6 separate regions of the Mus musculus genome follow, and all the other regions are linked to region 3. The links are chromatin contacts, called in public Hi-C, HiChIP or PLAC-seq, Micro-C and promoter capture Hi-C maps. All regions are on one chromosome and are shown on one strand. The core of a region is the stretch at or near the end of the contact, and the rest is flanking DNA. Distances in the headings are between cores, read along the strand shown.

Region 1 (4,139 bases), core at 1,251-3,750, 370 kb after region 3:
GCAGAGCACCGTGAGAGGTCTCTCTCTCTCTGTGTGTGTGTGTGTGTGTGTGTGTGTGTGTGTGTGTGTGTGTGTGTGGACCTGAGCAGCTCAGGAGGCTGGAGAAGCAGGCTGAGGGGTCCATCTCAGAACAGCACCCAGGGATGTTCCAGCCCCTCAGCCCTGACCTGCATAGGTGCACACATAGTTCCAGCTGCAACTCACCAGTTTCTGGTCACACTGTCATGGCTTCAGTGACACCTTTGATACCTTTCCAAATGTCAACTTGCTTGACGACTTAACTTTGTTCTTTTTCAAACACTTGTCTCGAAGGCAACTCAGGGTGCCCAAAAATTTGTTACACATCTAACCCATCTATCCATCATTCATTTATCTGCATTTCTGTATACTTATTTGTATCTATATGCAAGCGGGGGGAAAAACCCTGCAAGCAGGGGGAAAACTGCAAGCGGGTGTTTCTAAGCCTTGGTGTTACCTGAGAGGGTAAAGGAATGCTGGTCTTTGCTACATCCACTCCAGTAGTGACTTGCTTGACAGGTTTAGAAACCTGGAAGCAGTCCCAAGGAGAAGAGTTTCTTGGAAACTTAGTCTCCTGGAACTGTGGCATCCCATAGCACATATGCTCCAATTTTGTCCTGGTGAATGGATCTGTGTGCTTCCTTTCAGTATTGTTTCGTTATAGGTGCCTCCAAGCAATGACTTGCCAAATACCTAAGCAAAATGGAACTTTGCTTCTTGGCCTTCACCAATACCCTAGGTAGTCCTTGAGCTGACTCTGGTCTTGGTAAGAAAGTTGCCTATTCAGTGACATTCAGAATTGCCTCTAGTATTGTAAGAGAGATAGTGAAAGAAATCAGGCCTTACTATATACTACATAGAGTTAGAAATCTCAGGGCAAGCTTAGCAACGTAAATTTAGAATTTTTTTTTAAAGATTTATTTCTTTATTATATGTAAGGACACTGTAGTTGTCTTCAGACACACCAGAAGAGGGCGTCAGATCTCGTTATGGATGGTTACTGTGGTTGCTGGGATTTGAACTCGGGACCTTTGGAAGAGTAGTCAGTGCTCTTAACCGCTGAGCCACCTCACCAGCCCCAAGTTTAGAATTCTTATTATAGTTATGTATGGCAGACTACATTACTTATTAGTAGAAAGTCCCCACACACAATCACTTAGAATAAAAGCCAAGTCACTCCCATATACAGGAATTTACAATGGTTTAGGAATTAGATCAAGCTGTGGTTTTAAAGTATTGCATTATTCATGAGAAGGTTAGCTAGAACGGAACTCCCTAATTAGAGCCATGACTTGGGCATGAAAGCCCTTGCCCTGGGAGTGTAAAGACCTCACACCTGGCTTCCTAGAATATAGCTGACCTTAGATAGAGCTGACCTTGTCTCAGTTGTTTTATTGCCCAGTTCCTGCCAGTCTTTGTGTTTGCATTCCTGTTTTGTGTGATAGTCATTAAGCATCCAGTAATCTCATTGTACCTTGCCGATGTGTCACCGAACTTCCCTATTTTCTACTGTATAAAAAGTTTGATGCTCAATTTGACATTACATTCAGATCCAACACACTCTCTCGTGTCATGTCTGTTTGTCACCCCATTCTCGCCGACTCTATGTCCACCTGCCGGAACCCCTGACTCCCCACGAATTGAGGGGGGCCGATTGAGCCCGGTCCGTGGAAGGTCTTTAAACTAATTGGTTTACAGCACCTGGTTAAACCATAAGGAGGGAGCGTACATCAAAACCGGAGCACCTTGACCTAGGAAAGACTTAGGTTTTCTTAGCCCACTCTGTTGTTATCAGCTAGCAGCAGCTACTATGTCTATTTTGTTACTTCCAGGGACATTTTGTGATTTTTCTCAGACCTCAAGGGCAGGGGCCATGCCCTTGCCTAAGGGCAAGTTAACTTAGAACGGAGTCTACAGTGCAAATGGACTTTCTTCATAAAAGCCTGTTGCTATACATTTAAAAAAGATCAAGATATTGAAGTATCCGCTAAATATAAACGGCACAGAATCAGAAGAGTTTTTCTGCCTTAGTATTGTGTACAAAGATGTTAGAATAAGAGCTCATCCACCTTCAGCCTTTTCCGGGTGAGTGAGTTCTAATTTTTACTGCTTTCATCTGTTTGCTTTCAGCTCATCTTGGCTATTGTAATGGCCCTTGTCAGAGGCTTTGGTGGGCGCCTCTGAACTGATGTCAGACCGTGGACTGCAAGTCTAGACAGGGAAGAGTAGGAAGCACTAGAGTGCAGGTCATGACCCCACAGATAAAACACTAGATTGGCAGCAGCTGGCCCAGCCAGTCTCCCTGAGGCCGGCTGGGCAGGGGTGGGGGTAGGGGGAGTGGGGGATGGGGGTGATGTGATTGAGAACGGGTCAGGAGCTCCTGGAATCCTGAGCCCAGACACCTGATTTCACTCCCTCAAGTCCCACCCTGCTCTGTGGACTTTCACCCAGTTCTTTCTCCAAATACTTACAATTTAATCCAGAAGATGGAGCCAGAAGACTTCAAGCAGAGCTCATGGGCCTCAGACTCTAAGTAATTATTTACAAGACAAAGTGAGCGGCTGGTGAACTCTACCCAATCGGTTGATTAATGAGAGCTGAGCCACGATTTCTCTTCTACACTAGATATACAAGGCATCTTGTGTTCTGTTTGATTGTCTTGTTTTTGTTTTTCCTCTGGGACAACGGGATCTAAAGAGAAACCCAGGAGGAAGCGCAAAGGACAGAGAGAGAGAGAGAGAGAGAGAGAGAGAGAGAGAGAGAGAGAGAGAGAGAGAAAACAGAGGTAATCACAGAAGTCATGGGGAGAGAGGCCCCGCTGAGCCCTGAAAGATGAGCCTGCTTTAAGATACAGTTAATCAGCTCCAAACTGAATCTCATGGAGCATTTTGTAGGGTGGAAGCCTTGGAAAACAGCATCTTAAACTGTCTCTTACGTGTGTGTTTAGGCAAAACCTCATTGTCTTCTTTCTCATTTTAGTGCTGGGGTCTGAACCCACGGCTTTATGCACCCTAATCATTTGTTCTGCTGCTGGGCTCAACTTGTTGTATAAATAATCAAACTTGAAAGGGAATATTATGTTAGCAAATGTATTAGAGCGATAGTGAGGACAAGATACAGTCCTGGGGAGCAAATTCAGAGGCCTCATGATACTGTACATCGGGCTGGAGAGATGACTCAGCAGTTAAGAGCACTGATTGCTCTTCTGAAGGTCCTGACTTCAAATCCCAGCAACCACATGGTGGCTCACTCTGTAATGAGATCTGACGCCCTCTTCTAGGGTGTCTGAAGACAGCTACAGTGTACTTCCATCTAATAAATAAATAAATCTTTAAATAGAAAAGATACTGTACATCACACAGGCAAGAGTTCAGATTGTGGGGCTGGAGAGGTGGCTCAACGGTTAAGAGCACTGATTGCTCTTCTGAAGGTCCTGAGTTCAAATCCCAGAAACCACGTGGTGGCTCACAACCACCCGTAATGTGATATGATGCCCTCTTCTGGTGCGTCTGAAGTCAGCTACAGTGTACTTGTGTATAATAATAAAATCTTTGGGCTTGGAGCGAGCAGGGCTGACCGGAGTAAAATTTAATTTCCAAAAACCACATGAAGGCTCACAACCATCTGTACAGTTACAGTGTACACACATACATAATTTAAATAAATAAATCTTAAAAGAGCACTGACTGCTCTTCCAGGGGTCCCGAGTTCAATTCCCAGCAACTACATGGTGGCTCACAACCATCTGAAATGGGATCTGATGCCCCCTTCAGGTGTGTCTGAAGACGGCTACAATGTACTCATATACATTAAATAAATGAACCTTTAAGAGAGAGAGAGAGAGAGTATGGAGTTGTTGAGGAGGCAGGAGTAGATCTAGGAGGGAAATGCCAAGATACATTGTATGAAATTCTCAAAAAACTAATACAAATATTATTTTTAAAAGCTACATTAATTTGGGATGCCAGCTTCACTGGAGATAAGTAATTAGAAAAATGGAATCTGATGTACTTATCTGATGTACTAAATGGACTCATCAGGTTGTATTACACACACACACACATGTCACAATAATAATTAAAGAAGACATCGCTGGGCAGTAGTGGCACACACCTTTAATT
Region 2 (4,391 bases), core at 1,740-4,239, 280 kb after region 3:
AGTATATCTGTATGAGGGTGTTGGATCCCTGGAACAGGAGTTACAGACAGTTGCGAGCTTCCATGTGGGTGCTGGGAGCTGGACCAGGGTCCTCTGGAAGAGCAGCAGCCAGTGCTCTTAACCACTGAGTCCTCTCCAGCTCCTGGTTTCACTTTTTAATGTGTATTTATTTGTACCACCTTTTTGTCCATTCATGTATTAGTTCTGCTTTCGGCTTTGGATTTATTTCCCAGTGGCTCTGGAGTCCACACCTCCGGCCTTAGCGTGTATAAAAGGTTCCCTTCCCCTGCCTCTTGTCATATGTCATCAGTTGTTTTCCGGGTGGCAGCTACTCTAACTGGAGTGATGTGGGATTTCAAAGCACTTTTCATTGGGTCTCCCTGATGTCTGAGGTTGTTGAGACATTGACCGCTTATATTTCTCTTAGACCTGTTTCCTGGCCTGTTTATAGATTGGATGATGTTGGATGTTTCACTTATTTGAAGTTCTTCATATATTCTATTTATATAGTGTAGATATTAATACCCTTAACTGTGATTTTTTTTTTTGAGCCTAGAACTCTCCAGGTTGCCCTTGACATCAAGGGATCCATTTATCTCTACCTTTCAAGTGCTGGGCCGAAAGCCATGCCCCAGCACACCTGACCTAGCAAAGGTTTTTTTCCTCCTTTCTGTAGGCTGTATCTTTATTCTAACATTAGGGTTATTGTTTTTTTGGGTTGTTTTAGTTTGGCTTTTTATTTTTGCTTGGCAATAAGGAAGAAAATGTCATTTCAGCCTATGTTCAAAAATTAATAAAGCTTTTAAGTTAACAATAGTGAATAAATTGTATTGGCTAAAGTGTTTTTGTTTTGTTTTTTTCTTATTTGTGCTATGCTTTGATCAAGTCCATCACCCATCTGCCCACCACTTTCCCTCCCAGCCCCACGTGCTTTATTTTTAAACCCAGGAGTCCACTTGGTGCTGTCTGAATGGCATGGGTATAGGGTCACCTGGTAGAGCCTCTCCGGGGTCACATCCCTGAAGATGACTCTTATTTTGCCAGGATCTGTCATTTGCCAGTAACTAGGAGTGGGGCATCATGAATGAAGCCTTCCGTGCTGGGATTTTGGCAAGTCCTGAGCACGGGGACACCTGAGCTGTGCAATAACCCTGTCATTGCCAGGCAACTGCTTTGCTGCGGGCGTCTCCTTACCTTCACTTCTACAACTTACTCTCATTCTGTGCACGTTGACCAGTTGTGGGTCTCTGTCCCAAGCGCAAAAAGAAGCATCTCTCTGAGGGTGGGACTGCGTTTATCTATGTTATTAGGAACTTAGGGTGTTACTGTGTTCATTCAGCCGAGGAAGATTTAGCGGGGGGGGGGGGGGGGGGGGGATTCTTATCTCTGACTTAGGCAGCCGGGGGTTTTGACTTGTCAAGTCATGAGTAACGTTGTGTGGAGTGAGCCTTAAGTCCAATCAGAGAGGGCTTGCTTAGTCTTACAGCCTCCGTTCTGTTTCACCAGTGGTCATATCCTGCCAGGCCGGTTGCTTTCAGGGTTGTTTGCTGCTGTTTGCTTTTCTCTCCCAGTAGGAGACTGACTTCCAGTCAGTGCCAGCTTGATTCTTCCGTGTTCTATGACTTACCCCATGTTCTATGTTGCGTCTTTAGGGCTTAGCATCAAATTTTAGGGGGTAGCCAAGAAGACTGGCAATAACCTATAATGTCTGGGTGTGTGTGTGTGTGTGTGTGTGTGTGTGTATGGTTTCTATATCAGTAAAAAGAGGTATTTCATACCTGGTGTTTGGCTGTTAAAAATATTCTGCGGTATCTAGGTGAGGCTGTCCCTGTGTTACAGGGCAGCTCCACTTGACCTCTGTACTATCTATAGAAACAAGAGAGACCCTGCCTCAAAACCAAGGGGGAAGGAGAGAATTCTGAATTGTTGTCTGACAACACCCCCCCCCCCACATCATGCATACACACACATACTAATAAAAGATGATTTTTAAAAGCTATCCCCACAGTCCTGCAAAGAATATCCCCTGTAACAGATTCATCTCTATATTTGAAAAAGCAAAAGGATATTTTCCACCTGCATCCCACCATGTAGCTCACATTGGCTTTATGTCACCTAACTCCACTTGCCTCTGTCGTCTTGAGCTGGGATCGCAACTTCGCAACACTTATTTATTTATTTATTTATTTTAGATGTAATTTTTAATGTGTATGAGTGTTTTACCCCAGTATATGGCTGTCACCATGTGTCTGCAGGGTTGTTTTGTTTTGTTTTGTTTTGTTTTGTTTTGTTTTGTTTTTGATTTTCGAGACAAGTTTTCTCTGTATAGCCCTGGCTGTTCTGGAACTCACTCTGTAGACCAGGCTGGCCTCGAACTCAGAAATCCACCTGCCTCTGCCTCCCAAGTGCTGGGATTAAAGGCGTGCGCCACCACGCCCGGCTATTTTTTTTTAAGATTTATTAATTTTTATGTATATTAGTACACTGTAGCTGTCCTCAGACGCACCAGAGGAGGGCATCAGTTCACATTACAGATGGTTGTGAGCCACCATGGGGTTGCTAGGAATTGAACTCAGAACCTCTGGAAGAGCAGCCGGTGGTCTTAACTGCTGAGCCAATCACTCCAGCCCCGAGTCTGCAGATCTTGATGGTTCTAGTTGTAGACAACTAGAAGGAACTTAGTGAACTCAGTCAGTCTTGCTTGAAGTCAGTCTTGCTGCTGTGCAGACAGGAACTGACTGGATCAGAAGTTAGGCTCCTAGTGAAGACAGCGAGGGCAGAGAGGTGTCATACAGAAATGGACCCGCTTGCTGTGTTGGAGGAGACAGATTATCTGAGTAGGCGAGTAGTTGCTGCTTCCTTCTTGTCCCTCCCAGAGTCGTCACTATCCATACTTCCTGCTCCCCACTCAGCCCAGAGTGACCCTCGCTGGTATGGAATAAAAGGAGACCTTCCCAAGGACTGAGGGTACAAGAGCAGGGACCTTGCTGCGCACGGGTGTACCTTACACTGTGGTATGAACTCGCCTCCAGGCTGGATTTGATCCGAAACTCTGAAGTGCTGTCTCACAATAGAAACCTGTTGGGTTTCCTTTTGTAATCCTGGTTAAGCAAACACACAGCTGAAGTAAATTATCCATTATCCATTCCCGTTTCTCTAATTATGGGTAATGGAGTGTGAAGGGGACACAGTAATCCCTGAAATCATGTTTACTTCAGCGGAGCCGCCCCTTGGTGATGGGGGAGGGGAGGCACCTGCCAGCGCCAGCAGCTCTGACACTTTTCCGGGGCTATCTGAAAGCTTTCATGAGCCTACAAGAGGAGTGTGACTCTTTCGTTTATTTGACGTGAGAAATGACATCTTTGTTCACCTTGAGGGAAGACATGAAAAGCGGCCATTGTCGTGTCCTGTCTACTGAAGAGGAACCACAGTCAAGTGTGGTCAGTTGAGCTCATTTCTTTTTAAGACTCTGCTGACCTTCGTTGTTAGACATAAGCTCGCCAGCTTCTTACCTGTCCACACTGGCCCTGATGACCCACGACACACATGCAGCCTCAAGCCCTCCTCCGTAGCTGTGCTTGTGTCCTGCCAGGCTAGTTAGACCTGAACTCCAGGGACCTCCCCCTGAGCAATGTAGTGATGTGCCTGGCTCAGTAATTAAGCCTAATTATGTTTTATGGCGAGCAGACATCCCCGCTCTTCATTTCCATTTCTGACAGTTTAGTAATTGATGCCCAAGCTCCTATCTAGCCCCTGGGCTCAGCCTAAGTGTGTCTGCTTGGCATTTTTAGCTGTGCTGAATGAAAAGGCAAGAGTACATGATCTCGCCTCGCCTCCAGCTGCCAGCCCTGGCTGTTCTGGAACTCACTCTGTAGACCAGACTGGCCTCAGTCTCCCAAGATCCACTTGCCTCTGCCTACTGAGCTGGGATTAAAGGTGTGCTGCATGCCGTTTTAAAATATTTGTTCCACTTTTTTAAAAGTTTAGAGTGGCTGGGCAGTGGTGGCACAGGCCTTTTAATCCCAGCACTCGGGAGGCAGAGGCAGGCGGATTTCTGAGTTCGAGGCCAGCCTGGTCTACAGAGTGAGTTCCAGGACAGCAATGGATACACAGAGAAACCCTGTCTCAAAAAAAAAAAAAAAACAAAAGAAAAAAAAAAGGGGGGATGGGGGTTAGGTTTATGGTATTGTTGTGAAATTCAAAGGTAGTTTTTTTAAGTCCTGAGAACTGTTTTTAAAAATGTATGTTTAAAAGTATACGTATTGTGTTTGTGTGCCTGCACACTCGCATACAATGTAATGAATGCAATTGCTGTAATAAAAGGCGGATCCCAGAACTTTGGTAAACCCCTAGAATGGTATGTTCTAGATAGTTGAGATACTGTGTTCAAT
Region 3 (4,774 bases), core at 1,164-3,663:
TATGTGACCATCAGTGATCCTCAATGCAAACTAAGCTAAGCAAGCCTCTCCTTAAAACCCACGTGAAGATCAAGGTGACCACACCAACCCTGGCACCTGGACTGACTCGTGGGATGGAGAAGAACAGAATATCCCTGATTTGGCTACTCCACTGCTTTCCCAAGCTGGGAATATGGTGTTTACATTATTTCCAGCCCTAAGAGACTGTTACACACAGCGCCTCTTCCTTTGAACTTACTCTAACATGAGTGGCCAGGATGCAAACTCCCTCAAAACTCTTAAAAGAAATTACTCCCCACTAAACTGAACCCATCTATTCAAGACTTTTCGGCTCAGGGCCTCAAGAGCTGGCCGTTGGGGTCAACCCAGGTCTTCCTGTCTTACAGAGAAATGTAGGCCCTCTGCAATATTCTTCTAATCTCACTTAAGACAGGAGAGACTTATCTGGTGGAGGCCAGGGAAGAAATGATGGGTACAGAGTGACACCCTGAAACCCGAACTGCCGCTGGCAGCGAGGGTAGAAGCCACGAAGCCTGCTACACTTGGTGTTTGCCTCACTCACAGCTCCCGAGTGTGTCAATCATTCCTGCTTCAATCGCTGAACTGTTCTACTCTTCAGTGAACCTTCTAGAAAACAAAATGTCCGAAGCTGTTACACTGAATTCCTTTATAATTCAATTACTTATTGATGCCAGAACACTGAATTAAATTAATTAGGAGGCATGACTTGAAGTCATGCTCAATTTAAGAGCAGATAAAGAGCCGCAGTGTTCAGAGTATTAAGACAACCCCCTCCCCCTCTCTCTCAGCACTTCTTTTTGGGGGGTTTCTCTGACCTATCAACAGTATCTGATTGGTCATAATGCAAACCACCACCATTTTTTTAAAATGTCATAGGACATCACAGGTTCGTTTCTCCCAGATATTGGCAAGTAAGTCACGATACAAGAACTCGGAGACACGAGTGATCCCTTTAAATAGCTGCCTCCGGCAGAAGCAATTACCAATAGAGAGAATTGTGGAGACAGGAGATGCTAACCGATCAGGATGCTACCCAATCACAAGAGGGTGGCAAATCCCTACAATAAATCCTTTCATAGGGGTCTTAAGGAAGTTTCAAAAATATACAAGACAGGTCTAGGCACTTAAGAAGAGAGCAACTCCATTTTTCTAGAAAGTTCACATGGCCTGAAACGTCAAATCACCACAAAGATCTGTAGATGTGTGCATGCAAGAAGGCATAGGAGAAAGGGGTCACTGACTTATCTTATGGAAACCCAAAGCCCTCCTAATCATAGATATAGCTTCCTTAGGTCTAGCACATCTCACACTGTCTTCCTAGAGCTAAGCCAATTTATGGTCAGAAAAGCCATTACAATCGTAGTTACATTGTAACAGTAGAGGGATGGCTCTCACTGACCTCAAAATGTACATGACATATTTGACAGCTCAGCGAGGGTGAGAATAATTTGCATCAGCACATTTTCCCAAAAGGGGGAAATTGGGGGCACTCAGTGGTTAAGAGCACTGACTATTCCCTGGGTTCAGTTCTCAGCACCTTTAAGGCAAGGCTCTCAAACCCTCGGTAACTCCTAGCCCCTGAACGTCCTATTCAGGCCTCCCAGGCACACTCAGCATACAGGTCTATACAGGCATGCAAAACACTCATACATACGCCAAAAAAAAATTTAAAAGTGTGTGAGTGGAGCGTCTGGGTTCCTTAACGGAAGCCAAGACAAGAATGAAATTTTAGCTTTTTAAAACAATTAATAATAACAACAATAGTAATAGCTTTACAGACTATAAACTCTCAGAGGGTCGGTGCCCTGCCTGGGTTAGAAGAGAAGGTCTCCATGCTGCGTCCAGCAGAAGTCTGGAATCGGCTGCCATTTTTCAGCAGCCTGGAAAACGTAAAAATAAAAATATTTTTAAGTAAAACAACAAAAAAAATTAATAATAAAGTCAAAGGCAATTAACTCTGGAGAGTTCAAACCTTAACAAGCATTTCCTGACTGCCTTCCACGTGGCTGACAACCAACTACAGCGTCCTGTTGTCAGGGACGTGATACACAAATGCTTATGGTGGATGCCGACTATTTGGAGGAGCTGGGTTTCACGAGGAGGGCACTGCGCACCGTCTAGTTGCGGGAGAGCACGGGGTAGGGGGGCGGAGAGGGCGAGCTCAGGGGAGGGCACTGCAAGCGCAGGCCAACCCCACCCCCCAGTCCCCTCCTACTCCTGTCCAGGGCCACAAGACACCGGGTCCCCGACTCCCCGCAGTGGCCGCAGGGTGAGAGGCAGGGTATTCACCTGAACAGCTCAACATCTCCCACTCGTTGGGCCCGCAGAAGATCGCGGCCAGCGCCGAGAGCTCCTGCCGCACCTCCTCCACCATATCCGTGCGACCAGAACCCAAAGCCACTTCCGCCGCCTCCCGGAGCAAAGCTCCCCTACGGTCACTGGGGGGCGCCCCGGCCTCACAGCCAGGTCGGCTGCGGATGGCGCCGGGCGGGGGGCGGGGAGATGGGCGTGTTTATGGGCGTGGCATGTGTCCGCCCAGAACCTTCTGAGTTTTGGCCTCTGTGGTTTTCTGGATCAGAGAGAGACCTGTAAAGCCCCAAAGTCCCCTACAAGAACAACCAGGCTGTGAACCCACCGTGCTTCACCAGGCTAGGAGGAAATGGAGAGAGTAAAAAAAACCTAAACAAACAAGAAAAGCCAAACAAGGCGAACGAGCCCTTGTCAGGCTTTTGAACTTTGTGTCCTGAGATCCCACAGTGAGCAAAACACAAATTCCATGTCCTCATGAGGGTCAGTGACCCTCGTGGTCAGGATATTTCAGAAAAGAGAACGATAATGACCTCCAGGATACTGACCTGGTTGGTCACTAGCCTCGGGATTACACACAAGGTCTAGATTCCAGGGCCTCTTTCCAGTCCAAGATGAAGAAGAGGGAAGACTGAGATGAGACTCCTTAGAGATGGGGTCCAAAGCCAAAAACTAGCTTTACAGTGATTTGATTTGAGTTGATTTGATTTGGTTCGGTTTGGTTCGGTTCAGGTGATATTCGATGCATATAACATAATGTGTCTATTACCTCTCTGATCCCTGAAGCTTAATGGTGAAATCACCATCTTTGAATCTTGACCTAAATTTCAAAACACTCGCAGTAACAATAGGATAACAGAATGAGTGATGCATCTGTTTCAACCTCGACTTTAGTAAGCAAAATTAATTTGTGGTAAGTAGTTCTGTCTAGGTGCATTTGACTCCCCCCGCCCCCAAAATAAAAATTTTTAATTCTGCAGCTCCCAAGAGTCCTTTGGCTCACTCGGGGAGGTCTCATGCCACTGGTTTGTATCAGAAATAACATTCTGTGAGTTCATCAAAGAATTTAAGTAGGTCTTCAGTGACTCCTTTCACTGACTTCTACAAGTCAGAATAATTTTAACTGGGCCACGTTACTATCCCAATCATCATTTCTATTGCTAAAAGGGCAATTTGAAAAAAGGAAGAGAAATTGGCTTCCAAGAAGAGAAAGGAAATCTGATGAGATAGACAAGAAAAGCTTTTCCAGGGATGCCCTGAGATTTCAGTGACCCCAGGCAATTAGGAACCGTGCTGTGCAAATAATTAGAAAGATAAAGGTTTATTTAAACACATGATTATCTATAATGTAACCAATTTGTATTAGAAGAAAGAAAAAAAAAATAGTTCCTTTGAGTTATTTCCAAAATAGCAGTTCAAGCAAGTTCAGTGGGTTCATAATTAACTGTTAGAGAGATTTGGGGAAAAGATTACACTTTTTGATTTACAGCACCACTCTGTTATTCAATTTTCAGTTTAAAGTCCAATGTTACTGCTAAAAGTAATGGAAAATATTAATTTGATTATTTGTCATATTTGTTAAATGGTCCACACAATAATTGAATAGCCCTCATCCTGTTTTAATTTTTCAAATTCAATGTGTGATATGAACGAAATAACACGAACAGCGTGATTTCATTGTCAGCAGGATTAGGAGGCGATCACCGGAGCCTACTGTCAGTAAGGGGTCCATGGGAATTGATGTAAAAGTACAGCCATCTATTATCATACTTAAAATTTTCTGGTCAGTGGGTTTCTTCTTTGCTTTCCTTTCTCCGTTGATTCCTTAACCTGCTTTTCATACTTCATTTAGCATGCTTAAATAAAAAGTTCATGTGAATTGTCTTCTAAATTGACACTACCCGGAGACACTGAAATCCCTCGAATACATTTCTTGCACTCTGACATTTAGAAGTAATCATCACAGAGGCAGCGTGATGTCTGCTTGGCATTTCTCACACAACGGAAATAGCAGGTACCTGGCAGATCTCTGAAGCTACGGCACCATAATCATTTTTCTTGTAATAAGATTTCTTCTAGTCAGCGGCTACTGAAATTCTAGATATTTAAATGTGAAGTGGATGTGAACAGTGAGAGTATATTATCCACCTCTATCCCCACCTCCCACAAATACGCACACCAGTGTGTGATTTGCTAAAACAGTGCTACCTCTCCATGCATTTCTCCTAAAGCGCAGTGTACCCAAGACTGGAATAGGAGGGGACTCGTACCCTCTCACCCCCAGTTAAAACCACTAACCCAGGAAGTCAGTGTGGACAGGTAGTTCTTTTAATTTTCCCAGAACAGCTCTACTGACTGTCAAAACCCACTTTCACGAGCAAACAGGACCCAACTTGAAGCCAATTGGGAAAGGTGAAACGTTACTTATCCTGAGAAAAAGCTGAGT
Region 4 (4,755 bases), core at 1,171-3,670, 390 kb after region 3:
TACCAGCACAGCCTCGTAGGACAGCCCAGTCTTCCGCTCGAGGATCTCCAATCATTTCTAGAGATCTACAACTGATCCCTACATGTTCTCAGGCCTGAGCTGACATTGGCTGCTTTGTATCTGCTTACTGACAGCGTATGTGTTTAACTAGGAGGGAAATATGGGTAGAAGATTCATCCCAGCTAGACGGCAAACACCTCCTGGGCTGGTAACCTTCTCTCTCAGTTACTGCTCTGTGCCCGTGCTGTAGATAACACTCAGCACACGCTCGGTGTCCAAAACTGTGAATGACAAGTAGAACTTCCACTTCTTCAAAGAAAAGTTTTGAACATTTTTTTTGATGCACTCAGTAGCAATACACACACAACAAAAGGAAACCTTCATCTGTGATGGATTTAAAAGGGAAGGACCTTTAAAGAGCAAACAAAGTTTCCATGGGGGTTAGTGAGGCCTGAGGACTTCAAACAGACACCAGCGGGCTATGGCCAAGGTTTGCAAGGGATTCCAGGTCTGGGAGGAATCATAGACCAAGGGACCACTCACAATCCTTCCAGTGTAAATTTCTGCCGTGGAATACTTGTTATTTGTCTTTGCTAATGTGTTAGCAATGTGGTGCTAAGTAGAACACAGAAGACTCCAAAGGATAGTGACAAATGAAAACCATATGCCGATGGGATCCCGATATCAGGAAATGAGATTTCCTGAGAGGCCTGCAGGATGCTACTTGCGATAAGAAGCAGATAACTTTCAAATAATGGAATTTGGAGAAGTATTAAATGTCAGGATGTACCTAAATATTTGTTCTTTAATTTAATCTACCAAATCTAAAGTTCACATCAACAAACAAAATAGCTAAGAATTGAGTAAGACAAGTAAAACAAACTCACTTTTCTTTTCTTTCCCCCTTTTTCTTTATCTTTTTATTATTATTATTTTTTTGAGTCTCATTGTGTAACCCAAGTTGATCTTCAAAATTCAGCCCTCAGGTATATGCCTGTATCTGCTGTAGCTCTTTCTAAGACACTCCAAACAGAGGTGAAGAGACAGCTCAGTAGTTAAGAGAACTTGCTGGTCTTCCAGAGGAAGACCAGTGGTTCAATTCCCAGCACCCACATGACAACGTACAACCATGTATGTGGTACACAGACATACACATAGTCAAAATATCCAGATTAAATAAAATAAAACAATTAAACATCTTTAAAATTAAAAAATCTTAAACAAAGAAAGCCCAAATGTTTTTATTGTAGTATTTGGTTAGGAAATCTGAGCTCAACCCAAACATTTCATTCGTTAGTCTTATTATAGGTCAAATTTTCTGTCTAATCCTTCATTCAAATATATGTAAGGAGAGAAAGTGAGGCCACAGTGAATAAGGCTGTAGGCCTGAATAATACCCTAAAGAAAATAAGGTTATCGTATATTTTAACACATGTTTTAAAAAGTTTATTGCAAATTAATTGGCATCTATCAAATAAAATTTTAAATGTGGAAATTGTAAAATCATCAGTGTAATTATGTAAATAACTACTGCTGTATTTTAATGTTTTCCTTCTAGAGTTCTTATGTATATACATTTAAATTTTTGTTATTTGCATGTATGTATGTGTGTGCTCACCTGTGCACAGATGTGCACATTACTGCACGAATGAGGACATTATAGGACAACGAGTGGAGGTAGGTGTGTCCTTCTATCATGGGGATTCCAGGGGCTGAACTCATGTCACCAGGCTTGGCAGCAAGCACCCCTACCCACTAAGCCATCTCACCAGCCCCATGTAAATTTTATGTAATTATAATTTTTTTTTTTTTGTAGGAGCTGTTTTGAACTTTCAGTCATTCACCCTTACAGAGACTGGTAGGAATATCTTACCTTGTTGGGATAGAAACTTAGTTCCTTAGAGCTTTGATACCTGTGTCTCGGCTTTCCTTTGTACGTGCTAAATGTAACTCCTGAATTGAAAATAAGTTTTAACATATAGGTTGTGGTTAAAACAACACCAAAGACTAATTTTAAAATTCTAATTTGCTCAGCATAATGTCTAGATTATAAAATTAGACTACAGCTTGCCAGCTGTGTACCCAAGTTGGCACCAGGCACCTTCCTGTTGGGGCCATTGGCTGTAATACCACAGCTAAGTTAACAGTAACTACTTACTTGGCTACTGTTTCTTTGATGACCCATCGCCCTGTTAGTCTCTGTTTAGGTCACAGTTTGTGGTCTGGTACAGCCTTGGTTCTTGTGAATACAACTTAAGTATCGATGTCTTACTACTTTGCTAGTGTAGCTGTTAGGCTCAGAGCCTGGGTCTCCAGCCCTAACAACCCGAGGTCGCCGCCCATCCTCAGCACACCAGTTAACAGACAGCCTGATGTGAAAAGCTGAAAGAGAAGACTTATTCATCGTGGCCACAAAGCATGTGATTGCAGATCTTTGCATTAAGTGGAGAAGCCTCCGGAACAGGAAGAGGGAGGCTCCGAACGCCCATCACTATCTCTGTGCCTTTGTGTCACAAACAAAGGACCCAGTGATTCATAAGGTACTTGGGAAAACCAAGATGGCCTTAGAGTGAATGAAAGCAGGATTCGCTCTGCAGGCAGGTGCTCAAGCAAGCCTAAGGCCCAAGAATCCCAGTTTCCACTCCAAAGGGAAGGGAGGAATTCTCTGAAGGGCTAGCCTTTTCTTTTTAAGTGATTGATTTTGTTTGCTGGAGGGGGTTTGTACAATCCTTTCTGCAGTCCAAATGACAGCCTTACTTGTTTGCTGGGTCCCAGAGTTGACTTCCTTGTGACTCACAGTCACAGGCCTCTTGTCACGTCTCCCTGCCTCACCTGCACTTCTGACGATGGGCAAAGAAGGACTTCCGGAAGGCCCAGGCCTTATTTCTGTGGGGCAACCTCCAACCCTCCATCCAGAGGAATGGGAGGGAAAAGCCAAGTCTGAGCATGCGCGGTTTCCCAGCCTCTTCAGGCAGAGACATTCCTCTGTGGTCTACTTTTCCTTGAGAGCCCTAATCACAGCCTCTTCTCAACCACTTAGGGGACTCATTTCAGCTCCTCCCACACCCACGTCCCCTACTGCTGGAACCAAATCTGTTTTGTTCACCTCTTTGTGAAGCTCACAAGGTGCCTGGGGCCCTGAGGGCACTTTCCCAGTGAGGAGCTGGCCTTATTGCAGCAGGCGTATTGCAACAATGCCGCACACTAAGTGACACGTGTGTCCCACTGATCAAATGGGAAAAAATTACAAACGTTTTATCAGTGATGGTTACTGTCTCTGAGTGGAGAAATACTCTAGTGGGAAATGCTCTCTTTCCCAAGGGCGTGGCTGGCGCATTCTCCCGGCTGCTCCCTCAGCCTGAGGCAGTCCGTGACCTTCCCTCACCTGGGAGTTAATGGGAAGGAGGATTCTACCTTTCCAACTCCTAGCAAAGTTCTCTTTCGGTCACTTTTCATCTGCCCTGAAAACTTCTGTCAACCCTTCCTTTGCCACATTGAGTCAGGCTCATGGGACACACTCGAGGAGGCTGATTGGATGCGTCCGCTGCCACGCTTGAGTAAGAAGGACCCAGAGTGTGTCTACAGCAGAGGGAGGTCAGGTCCCCAGAGTCCCGTTCCCAAGTGAATCTGAAGGACAAGAACAAACTAAGCAGCAAAAGTAGGTGTGTGCCTGGGAGAACCAAGACGACCAGGACACTGACACCAGAGAACCCACATTAGAGTGTTTGCTTAGGGTGGGGCCTTGCTTCCAGGTTACCGGCTATTCTTAATCACCAGCAGGAGTACGTGATGACATTTGTTCCAGGTGAAACTACTTTCTCTGCCCGTTGTGAGCTTTCTCACCTTGGAGTATCTGTAAGAGCAGTTACTCAGGATGTCTCTGAGAAGCCCGGCTCCTGACAGGCTAACGCCTGGAAGGTGGTGAGAGGCTACCCGAGACATCCAGCCATTTCCTGGAAGAGGTCTCTACAAGAGCACAGTTACTGTTTGCAATCCAACTCACCTTTGTTTTTTGTTTCATTTTGCTTTTAGAAATGAAAAGACTACTTGCCATGTCCCAGTGAAGAGAGGTGTGGCAGAACGGAATGCCTGTGGCCTGGAAGAGGTGAAGGGTGGAAAGACGAAGAGTCCAACACCTCACAGTAGAGAGAATCTGCAATGGGCAGTTTGGTTAGCCACTCCAAGACACAGATGTCTAAAATTTCCCATGAAAAATACCTGCTGGGGCTGCAACTTTATCCCTACAGCTGTTTGTGGAGGAGGAGACCTGTATTAACTTTGGATAGTTTTTCTTTAGGGTGGACAGCTGGGCAGCAGGCCTGAGACAGGCACACCCAAGTTCATCCTGTTCTTCCACACATCAGGGCGCCTTGTTGCCCTGGCACGAGGCTGGTTTGCCTTTGTGGATGACGACTCTTCTTGCAAAGCAAAGCTTGGGCTTGGTTTCATGCATAGGTGCGAAACAATGAGCCTGGATTCTGTAATGAGAACATTAGTTAACTTGGCCTAGCCAGCGCACCCCTCCCCAACACCTCTTGTTCATTCCCCACCCCCCCCCACTCCCACCCCCACCATGTACTAATGCACTTTACTGCTAAGAGAGGTCAAAGATTTAAAACATTTAGGGGCTGGGGAGATAGCAAGCATGGGGTCCTGAGTTCACCGCCCAGCTGTGAGTGATAGCACATGCTATAATCCCATTGTTGGCTGTATGGAGAATGGCGGACCCATGGGGCTAACTGGCTAGTCAGTCTA
Region 5 (4,698 bases), core at 1,226-3,725, 300 kb after region 3:
TCTCCTGAACCCCACGCCACCCCCCAGCAGATGTCCTATGGTATGTCCCAAAACAGCTTGACACAAACCGGAAGGGCGCTTCCTATTTCCTATCTGTGGCCTTTAATGTTTTCTTCCGTAGGCAGGTGTGCACCTTCTATGAGGAAGTAAATAGTGACACAAACATTCACTCAGTACACACTGCGTTCCACATTCTAGACACTTCCTGAACGTGCGGATTCATTGGCCCCTCTTAGCCCCCAACCTGTAGGGTAGCTCAGAGCACCCAAGCACAAAAGCACTAGAGGCCATGCCGAGTCACTCACATGAAACTGAGGTTACATTACTCCTGGGCCTCTAACTCACCCAGGTCCAGCTGCAGGAAAATATTTACATTTATGTATGTTTTGGGCATTTCCTTCAAACAGCAGTGTGGTATTTCATGCGATCTTTCTTTGTGACCTGGCAGGACAGTTTTGTAGAAGAAGCCTGGGTTTTCTGCTTACCTCCTAAAGCCTTCAGAGTAACCCCTGCCAGGTCTTGCTCTTCTCATGCACCCTGCTTTGGGCTTTGTAAAAGGACATCTGATGGCTTTAAAGTTTCAAATTAAAGTCTATCACATTTGTTTGGAGATATGGCTCAGCAGCTAAGAGTGCTTGCTACGGCAGTGTGAGGACCTGGGTTCAAATTCTCCAAACTCACAAAACCAGCGGAGTGAAGGGGCTGGAGAGAGGGCTCAGTGTTTAAGAGCATTTACTGGCCTCATTGAGAGAAGACACACCTAACCCTAGGAGGTCTGGTGGGGTGGGGGTGAGGTGGGGACATCCTCTTGGAGATGTGGGGGGGGGGTGTGTGAATGGGCAGACCAGGAGGGGGATAACAACTGGACTGTAAGAAAAGTTTAAACAACAACAACAACAATAATAAAGAGCATTTACTGTCCTTACAGAGGACCTGAGTTTGGTTCCTGGCATGGACATGCCATCCCACAACCCTCTGTAACTCCAGTAGCAGGGAATCTGATGCTCTCTTCTGGCCTCTGCAGGCCCCAGACATTCACGTGGTACATATACATATATGCAGGCAAACATTTAAATAAGAATAGCTGAGGGTGGTTACACAGTTTTGCCATCCCAGGGTGGCAGAAAGTGGCAGAGAACAGGAGGCTCACTGGATCTTGCTGGCTACCAGACAGGTCCAGATTCAGTAAGTGGCATTGTCCTGCGGGGGGGGGGGGGGGGGGGGTTGGGGTGGGGAGTGGGGTGGCGGTGGTGGTAGAGAGCGATACATCAGGAAACCTGGTGTCCTTCTCAGGCCTCTATGAGTGTGTGTGTTCGTGTGCGTGTGTACTCATACACACACACACACACCTGCATGCATGCATGCACACATGTGTTTACAAAATGATTCACAGTGGACCAGGCACCCTCTTCTGATCACATAACTTGGCCTTAGCTCAGTAAAATAATCACTGTAGGCACTATGATTCCCATTTAATAGAATTTTAATCATTGTGTTATTAGGTAACCAAAAAAAGCTAGATTAACTCTTTATTTTGAGAGAGTTCTCCAAAAATATTAACACTTAGAAAGTCCTCCCTCCACCCCCCATCTTTAAATTAAAACTTAATCTTGCCCAGCCTGACCCTTATCCTCTATCCCCTGAGAGCACCCATCTGTCCTCCCCGAAAACTGAACCGGCAGGCAGCATCTTTTGATGGCAGAGCTGTGAACTGGAGCTGCTGTTGACTCGTCAAAAAAGTAAATAGAGTTTTCCTCCAGAGAGAAGGGAAGGGATTCACCCCAAAGCCCTGCCATGAATAGCCGGCTTTATTTCTGGAATGGCTTCTCTGAGTTCTGATTTTATTCACTCAAAATAAAGAACTCCTGAAACAAACTTGAGTAACTAATACACCCTCAGACCTCAGAGACACACAGGGGTAGCTGAGTCCACGCACATCCAGACCCCTTCCGAGGCCCCTAGAAAAACTTGCAGGAACTAGTCCAAGCCAGTTTCATCTCTGATTTTATCACAAACACATGGAGAGGAAGTCAAGGCACCCGGCAGACACGCCCGAGCCTTCCAGGGTCTGGCATTCACCAGTCCCTTCAAGAATTCACTGTTTACCAGGCTGCAAACCACCACCAGAGAGACTGTGAGAGGGGAAGCCTGCCAGCGGCCGCCTCTGTCCTCTTCAGGGGTCCTGCCAGGAGGGAGGGATGAGACATGGAGGAGAGGAGAGGGGAGGGGAGGCCGAGAGTTACTCCTGCCAAGAAAGTAGAAGCAGGGCAATGCAGTCTTGTTTGCTTTTCTGAAATTTTATTTGCTTTTAGGCTTAATTTTTAGAATGGCCTCATTCTTTCCAAGCTCATCACTGTGGCCGGGGGTGGGGGTGGGGGGGTGGGGTGGGGGCGAATTAAGCATCAGAGAGACAGAGAAGAAAGGAAACAACTGATCAGTCTCAAGTAGCCCCGGTGAAGGCCACTGCCTCCTTTGCCTCCCCACATTCCTTGGCAAATATGCACGGTTGAAAGGACAGGCAGGCACACAGAGGAGCCCAAAGCCAATAGAACTGATTTCTACAGGGTTTTTCAGTGAAAGTACAAACGTTGTCAAGTAAAGAAAGTGATGTTCAACTCCCACTGAAGGAATATTTGAATTTCTCACAAATACTTTCACATGTGAGGATTAGCTTTCTAAAACCCCTTTTCTATTCATTTTTAACTTACTTTAATTTTGTTTTACTTATTACTAGGTTGTGTGTGCGCATGTGCATGTGAATACACAAATCTTATGGCACATGTGTGAGGTCCAAGGACAGCATCACTTGGTTGTCAGTCCTCTCTTCCCACTGTGGGGTCCAGGAATGGAACTCAGGACCAAGCTTGTGTGTAGCAAGCAGTGTTACCCAGTAAGCTATCTCCCTGGTCCTAAACCCCTTTTTAAAATGAATCATGGAAAACTGGGACTAGAAAGTTTCTATGCTCAGTGGATCAAGTACTTGTCCTAGAGGCCTGAAGAACTAAGTCAGATCCATAGAACTCAAGTTAAAAATCTAAACAAAACAAGCCAACTCTTGCCTTTAACCCCAGCATCTAGAGGCAGAGGTGGGCAGATCTCTGTGAGTTCAAGGCTGCTTGGTCTACAGAGTGAGTTCAGGGCCAGCCAGGGCTACATAGTGAGACCTTGTCTCAAAACAAACAAACAAACACACAGACTAACCTTGTGGTGGCACATGAGTTTTGTAGTCACAGCCTTTGGAAGGCGGAGCCAGGTTGGTCCTGGTGGCTCACTGTCCAGCCAGCCTAGCCTACCTGGTGGGTCCCACGCCACTTCGAGACCCTGTCTCAAACAAAGGTGGGCAGTGCCTGAACACAGAAGGTTGTCCTCTGGCCTCTCATGCTATGCACACATGTGCACTCACACCTTCAACACACATGACTTAAACCAACATGAAAACTATTGCTGCGTTTAAATAATATTTCTTTTAGGTTTATTAATTTTAGGAGTTTGGGAGAGGCATCAGTTTTTCTGGAACTGGAGCTACAGACCATTGTGAACCACTGTGTGTGTGCTGGTGCCCCAACCTGGGTCCTCTGGAAGAGCAGCCAGTGTTCCTAACCACTGAGCCATCCGTCCAGTCCCATACAAACTGTTATGAGGGCTAAAAGACTTCTTTTCCTTAGCATTGTGTTTTAGCTTTAGGGAGTGTTGATTGTGATAGTTCTCTTTCTCTCTGGCTTCTTGACTTCATGGTTTCCACTCTTGTCCTATCTCTGCCAGGGTCACAAACACCTAGGACTTCTTAGATGAGAGCCTCCAAGCCACTTCTAACCTCAACCAGCATGGCCCCAGGTCTGCCATCTCCAATCCCGGTGCTGCGGCTCTCTCCCCTGCCTGTTGCACTGCTCTGAGAAACCCTGCAGTCCCTCTGTCAAGATGCCCTTCCTGAGCCCTATTCCGTCTGCGGGGATATTCGTTGAATAGAGAACTAGAGATGGCTTAGGCAAAGATTACCTTCCAAATAATATTCCTTCATGCTAAACTTGAAATTGACTGTCTGATATGTTTTTCTTTGGTAGACATTAGGCTTAAAAAGCCAAGGGCTGGCAGGATGGTTCAGTAGGTAAAGCACTTCCCATCAGGCTTGACAACCTGCGCTTCATTCCTGGGGCACACACATGAAAGGGGAGAACCAACTCCCACCTTGGCCGCTAGACTTGTGCTGTGGCATCTGTGTGCCTCTCTAAATAATAGATAATCAATTTAAAGACATCTTCTGATGTCCCCCTCCCGAGGTGTGTGTGTGTCAAATTCTACTGAGGAAAAAAAAACCCCACTGTCAGTAGGTTGTGGCCAATGCGGAGCGTAATCATGGAGCACACAGTGCATACTGTGAGAGAGTATTCCACTTCCCTCAGATCCAGGACAAGCCAAAACCAGACAAGCTCATCTTGCTGTACCTGACCCTTGGCTGATCCAGGAAAGCTTTGTACCCCGAGATGCAGCTATGTGACTCTGAGTGACTGGGCAGGTCCAGGAATCAGGACTGCGGAGGCTGTTACTGTCACCCGATGTCCTCCCTGGGTCCGGAATGATGGCAGCCATCCATCTCATTTGACCTGTGCCTAGTCAGTGCAGGAAATGAGCGGGTCAGAGAGGAGGCCTGGTCTTTTGTAAGGAAACTGTGGGAATATGAAATGGGAAGTGCAGGGGGGC
Region 6 (4,602 bases), core at 1,310-3,809, 470 kb after region 3:
TATTGTTCACAGGTATATGTGTGTATACATGTATGCATGTGTGTATGTGTGTTTTTATATGTATGTGTGTTAATGTACATGTGTTATATGTATTGCCTACAGGTGTATATGTGTATGTTTATACATTTGTGTATGTGTATGCATGTGTGTTAATGTGTATTTCCCACAGGTGTATATGTGTATGTTTATGCATGTGTGTGTGTATATGTGTATGTTTATGCATGTGTGTGTGTATCTCAAGGCAAAGCCAACTGAGTTTTTAAAAGCAGAACCATCTTGGGCACCATCATGCCTCAGTTACAAGCTACTGGTTTTTTCTTTGTCTTCCACCATTAGGCTCATCAAAGTTCTTGTACATTTCTCTCTCCCTCTTCTTCCCATTTCTCCTCAAGTTCCCTACTAGCCCAGAGTCATGGCCACAGACCATGTCTGTCAGCCTCACCTGGGAGCACAGAACAAGTCACCCACAGATTCCTTTGGAGTGACTAAGCCCTAGTGTTAGGATCAGAGAAATCCTGCAGACCATACATGCAGTTCCTTCTTGCTCATGTGGGATGGACCAAAGAACTCAGTGTTGGTGGCCTACCGTGGCAGACTCCAAGGAGAACATCTGGAACGTCTTCGGCCTTCTGTAAGCTTAGAGAGCAGCTCACGGGGGCAACCTGGACAATAGCATCCATTACTGGGATCCTGACACCATGTTCTCTAGTGCCATCCTTCCCACAGCTGGCCCTAACAGGGTATCCAGATCTTCCTCTCTGAGCAGGCCTGAGTGGGCTACTCGTGTGGAGTAACAATGCCAGAATTCTAGCTTCAGACTTCTAGTAGCGGTGACAGGCAGAATTACCAGACCAATCTTCAAAAACAAACCTTCCTGTAGCCTTTTTAATAGTTGATCTTTGGGCCTAGAAATGCAGTTCAGTTGGTAGAGTGTTTACCTGGAGTGCACACGGTGCTGGGGTTTGAGCCCCAGCACCCCATAAATGGGCCTGGTGACTCATGTATGTCATCTCAGCACCTCAGAAATTGAGGCAGGGGAATTTGAGAATTTGAGAACTTCAAGGTCATTCTAGGCTCCATACTGAATTCAAGTCCAGCGTATATGAGAGTCTCCCCAAATCCCACCTTCCAGTTACTGCCAACTTAGCTTATTTCAGAGAGAGACCAAAGGCCCCCATAGGTAGCTCCTCGCTAATTCTCAGCACCATTTAGAATCCATTGGCACATGCATCATTCATTGCTTCTGTTTCTGCACTTGTACAATTCACCACTTAAACCCTTCAGTGTAAGCTCCTCGTTTGTAGAATTCTGAAGGTGGCTCCACAGAGGCCCTTCCTGATGACCTCTTGACTTTGTTCTGCCACCTCCCTCTCCCTCTCCCTCTCCCTCTCCTCTCCCTCCCCCTCCCCTCCCCCTCCCCCTTCCTCTCCCTCCCCCTCTCTCAGCCTTGGCTATCTTCTCTTCTTCCCCAAGAAGACATCTCCTCAATCCTAGCCTTGAGCAGGCCCCGCATCCCTGTTTCCATCAGACACACTCTTAGCAATTTTGAAATTTCTAAAGGGCTTATATAATCACAGCAAAGTGATTGATTGTATAAACCAGTAGCTATTTTCTCTCCAGTCCTGAGCATCTGCCCAAGAGGGCAGAGATCTTGACCCCAGGAGCTCAGCACTGTGTCTCGCATATGCAATAAGTTCACAATGAATAGAGAATGGGGGTCACGGCAGGGCAGACTTTCTGGACAACTATGCACTGAATATAGGGAGAGGGCAGCCAAAGGGTGCAACATGGGTGGCTTGTGAGAACAGCCAGAGGACAGGCTGGCAGGCCAACTCCGCAAGGAGGCTGAGACATGATGCATTTCACATAAAGACCTCGGACGGCCCCGCAGCTGGGCTCTGCAGTGTTGAGTGAAGAAGAAACCTACAGCGATTGGCTTTCTGGTTCTGTATTTTTCAGAGTGATTAGAGGGAGGGCAGTTTAGCAGGGAATACAGGGCTGGGTCATAGCTAAGGCGGTAAAGAAGCATTCCCTGACACTTTCCAAAACCTGCTTTTGAAAAAAATGAAAGCCAAAAGAGGCATTGTGCGTTTGTGATCCCAGTTCTGGGAGGCAGCGGCAGGCAAGACACCCGGGCTCCTTGTCCAGCCAGCCTATCCTACTCACCACTGAGGGACATGTGGGTGAGTCTTGAGAAACAACAGGCAATGTTGTCCTCCAGCCTATACATGCATATGCACATATCTGCAAGTAAACTTCACACACACACACACACACACACACACACACACACACACCCCACCATTTGGTCCCTAAGTTCTGGGAATTCCTCATGAAGCACACTGGAGAGGCTAAACTCAACCTTCATACTGCACAGCCCAGGGGCCCCTGGTCTCCTGGGAGCTTTAGGGGGTTTGTAGCTCCTCTGGGGGGCTTCTGATGGTTATGGAGTCAGAGAGAGTTGGATTCATAGCTGTTTCTTACTTACCAGCTGAGAGAACTCAGGAAAATGGCCTTTTTTCCTGAGCTTCAATACTTGCCTCTCGTAATGGTTTAGTTACTGAGTTAGTAGAAATATTAACTGGCCCTAAGTGCATGCCTGCTGGAGCATACGTATGAATAATAGCTAAAGTCACTGGTGGTTAATAACTCAGTTTGACTTTGGTCCTGTGTATGTTGACTTTGTTTTGGTCAAATAATAAGTAAATCATTGTGAAGTCGGCGTTACAGTGAACAGGGAGCTTGTTTCTTAGTCCTCCCATCAAGTTCAGTGTAACTGGGGTGCTGATTCAGGCTCTTTATGGCTGTGATTACCCCCTGTAATCACTACTGCCTTCCTCAGTGGGAAGGGAGGATGTCCCCCATCCTCCTGCCCACAGAAAAGACTGCCCTCAGGTGTAAAGTCCAATTACTGGGCGCAGTTGGGAAGAACACACACAGAGGTGCATTCCTGAGCCCTGAGCGTGGGCCCTTGTTTGTCCTCTCCTTATAAGGAGTGAGTTATCATCAGCCTTGCAGGAAGGTCACGGCTGTTTCTCCCTCCTCAAGTGGCTGAAATCATCCTTCTCCTCGGAGGGGTGGGGTAGTGATTAAGCAGGCTAACCATGCCAGCGCTTTGCTATCCAAGTATGAGGATGTTTACAGACCTTGTGACAGAGGTGGGGATTTTGTCTGATCCTGGGGACTCCCAGAAGACACACCAGAGAGTCCCCCACCACTCATCCAATAGTGGAAGATCAGCTACAAAGGCCCTTTCACCAGCTTGTGGCCATAAAAGTTGGCCTGGTAGGAAGAGCTGGAGCCCTAACATCTTTAAGGGTTGAGGGCTGTGCCTAGTTTCTGGCCACATCCTCTGTATCTTAAAGGGAACAGACCATGCCAGTTGTTCACACTGCCAGGATGCTTTGCCTCCCTACTGTCTAGAAGCACCACTCATGAGAACCTTCTGTGAATGTGATGGAAAATAAAGCCTGACTCCTTTAAGATGTTTCAGGCAGTGTTTTGCCACAGAGATGAGAAGGGTACTTAAACAGACTGCTTGCCTTTCTTTGACATTTATTATTAATTGTTGCAAAGCAAATAAAGACAACAGGCCTGGGGGCACAGCGATGAATCCTGGCTTTGGATGGGATAGTGTCTCCCAAAACCTCCCATCCAGTGCAACCATACTGAAAAGTGGTAGGTATTCAGGAAGTGGGGCGTAGAGGATTAGAACTAGAGGAAGCAGAGAATCTTCAACAAGAGTGACTTGCTGTGCAGAGGCGAGTGTGAACCCCATGTGAGCTCTCACGGCTTCTCTCATGGCTTGATCCTCTCTGCACACACTACTACTGCTGCTCCCACACACTCTTCTAACCAGAGGTGTCACTTATCACTGAATGACTTAGCCAGAAGGCCCTCCCCAGAGGCAAACACATAGAACTGCTTGTCCTAGGATTTCCAGTCTTCCAAACTCTGAGCTAACTAGACCCCTTTTGCTTCTAAAGGTTTTCAGCATCAGGTGTCTTGTCATAGCAGCATAAAACAAATCTTTGCTTTTCACCCCCACAGATACAAGCTAAGTCAGGATAACTTGTCCGAACAGCAAATTGGTAATATTGCGTATGTTGGTAAGTATATAGCATATAGTAATGGGTACTCTAATTCTTTGCCTTTCTTCTAGTCCTTTGAGATCTGAGGGGGATAAGAACACCATTGGGCAAAGCCTGTGCTGTTCTGACCACAGGGAGTGCTCCCAGGAGACCTTGTACTGGTGTCTGAGTACAGCCCAACTGGGAGCTGAGGGGTGCTCAAGGATGCTGATATCAAGGGCTGGACTGATGTGCTCTACATCCATCTGAGATTACAGCATCCGAAAACCCACCGTCAAAAGTTAGATCTTTTGTAATGACATTGAGATCATTCCACTGATGTTCCTAGAAAAAACCAAACCAAACCAAACCAGATTTCTACCCTAACTAACGAGGATATGATAGAGCTTAAGAAATCTTTAGAATAGTTCTTTACACAAATAGAACAGTTGATCAAGCTGTGAAATGCCCACACATACTATGTGTATAAGTGGTTATTCAAAACATTTCTGGACTACACTATTTCTAGGAA

The links. Promoter capture Hi-C pulls out the DNA fragments that hold promoters and counts their contacts. A called contact is a pair of places that touch in the nucleus more often than the background predicts. HiChIP or PLAC-seq counts read pairs in DNA pulled down with a chosen protein or histone mark.
Region 1: a Micro-C map of embryonic stem cells shows a contact between it and region 3, with 6 times the contacts expected there. The contact joins the enhancer-like site here to the promoter of Rwdd3 in region 3. A contact is called at or near these places in 20 of 39 promoter capture datasets (the 3T3-L1 cell line, 3T3-L1-derived adipocytes, the C10 cell line and 12 more), 4 of 15 datasets of contacts at CTCF or cohesin (the NIH/3T3 cell line, embryonic stem cells, large pre-B cells and 1 more), 31 of 484 Hi-C or Micro-C datasets (the C2C12 cell line, ECoMG myeloid progenitors, the G1E-ER4 cell line and 17 more), 15 of 115 datasets of contacts at active chromatin or transcription factors (the 230-238 cell line, DN3 thymocytes, the NIH/3T3 cell line and 10 more) and 4 of 9 other capture datasets (adipose tissue, embryonic stem cells, liver and 1 more).
Region 2: a contact with region 3 is called in a promoter capture Hi-C map of liver. The contact joins the enhancer-like site here to the promoter of Rwdd3 in region 3. A contact is called at or near these places in 5 of 39 promoter capture datasets (the 3T3-L1 cell line, the HPC-7 cell line, hippocampal neurons and 1 more), 18 of 484 Hi-C or Micro-C datasets (the C2C12 cell line, Sertoli cells, brown adipocytes and 11 more), 4 of 115 datasets of contacts at active chromatin or transcription factors (bone marrow-derived macrophages, extraembryonic endoderm stem cells, hepatocytes and 1 more) and 2 of 9 other capture datasets (adipose tissue and pancreatic islet).
Region 4: an H3K27ac HiChIP or PLAC-seq map of trophoblast stem cells shows a contact between it and region 3, with 2.3 times the contacts expected there. The contact joins the enhancer-like site here to the promoter of Rwdd3 in region 3. A contact is called at or near these places in 7 of 39 promoter capture datasets (the 3T3-L1 cell line, 3T3-L1-derived adipocytes, the C10 cell line and 3 more), 2 of 15 datasets of contacts at CTCF or cohesin (embryonic stem cells and pro-B cells), 3 of 484 Hi-C or Micro-C datasets (the N1E-115 cell line, pre-B cells and pro-B cells), 8 of 115 datasets of contacts at active chromatin or transcription factors (DN3 thymocytes, T-cell acute lymphoblastic leukemia, astrocytes and 5 more) and 1 of 9 other capture datasets (adipose tissue).
Region 5: a contact with region 3 is called in a promoter capture Hi-C map of liver. The contact joins the enhancer-like site here to the promoter of Rwdd3 in region 3. A contact is called at or near these places in 2 of 39 promoter capture datasets (liver and trophoblast stem cells) and 2 of 9 other capture datasets (adipose tissue and liver).
Region 6: a Hi-C map of Th1 cells shows a contact between it and region 3, with 2.7 times the contacts expected there. The contact joins the promoter of A730020M07Rik here to the promoter of Rwdd3 in region 3. A contact is called at or near these places in 2 of 39 promoter capture datasets (cranial neural crest and liver), 1 of 484 Hi-C or Micro-C datasets (Th1 cells) and 2 of 115 datasets of contacts at active chromatin or transcription factors (large pre-B cells and pancreatic cancer cells).

What each region holds. Positions count from the first base shown.
Region 1 is chr3:121,537,676-121,541,814 of GRCm38.p6, forward strand. No RefSeq gene overlaps it. Among named protein-coding and RNA genes, the nearest start is that of Gm40135, 5.5 kb to the right of the region's middle. Within about 2 kb of position 2,501, at least 59 of the 459 cell types and tissues checked have an H3K27ac peak or open chromatin away from gene starts, as enhancers often do. A contact at or near this core is called in the C2C12 cell line, the N1E-115 cell line, adipose tissue and 9 more, where this site is marked.
Region 2 is chr3:121,445,157-121,449,547 of GRCm38.p6, forward strand. The region is part of intron 1 of Cnn3 (calponin 3, acidic); the gene reads left to right. Among named protein-coding and RNA genes, the nearest start is that of Cnn3, 21 kb to the left of the region's middle. Within about 2 kb of position 2,990, at least 75 of the 459 cell types and tissues checked have an H3K27ac peak or open chromatin away from gene starts, as enhancers often do. A contact at or near this core is called in adipose tissue, hepatocytes, liver and 4 more, where this site is marked.
Region 3 is chr3:121,169,282-121,174,055 of GRCm38.p6, forward strand. Rwdd3 (RWD domain containing 3) reads right to left here and starts at 2,414. Exons shown (of 5, transcript NM_028456.3): 1 at 2,311-2,414. The coding sequence starts at 2,395.
Region 4 is chr3:121,556,596-121,561,350 of GRCm38.p6, forward strand. Gm40135 (a long non-coding RNA gene) reads left to right here. Exons shown (of 4, transcript XR_867598.2): 2 at 1,817-1,858; 3 at 2,284-2,540; 4 at 4,033-4,755. Among named protein-coding and RNA genes, the nearest start is that of Gm40135, 14 kb to the left of the region's middle. Within about 2 kb of position 2,421, at least 44 of the 459 cell types and tissues checked have an H3K27ac peak or open chromatin away from gene starts, as enhancers often do. A contact at or near this core is called in embryonic stem cells, extraembryonic endoderm stem cells and trophoblast stem cells, where this site is marked.
Region 5 is chr3:121,467,291-121,471,988 of GRCm38.p6, forward strand. All of the region lies in intron 12 of Slc44a3 (solute carrier family 44, member 3), which reads right to left. Among named protein-coding and RNA genes, the nearest start is that of Cnn3, 43 kb to the left of the region's middle. Within about 2 kb of position 2,476, at least 156 of the 459 cell types and tissues checked have an H3K27ac peak or open chromatin away from gene starts, as enhancers often do. A contact at or near this core is called in adipose tissue and liver, where this site is marked.
Region 6 is chr3:121,643,894-121,648,495 of GRCm38.p6, forward strand. It overlaps A730020M07Rik (RIKEN cDNA A730020M07 gene), which reads right to left and starts at 2,560. Exons shown (of 3, transcript NR_036458.1): 1 at 2,489-2,560.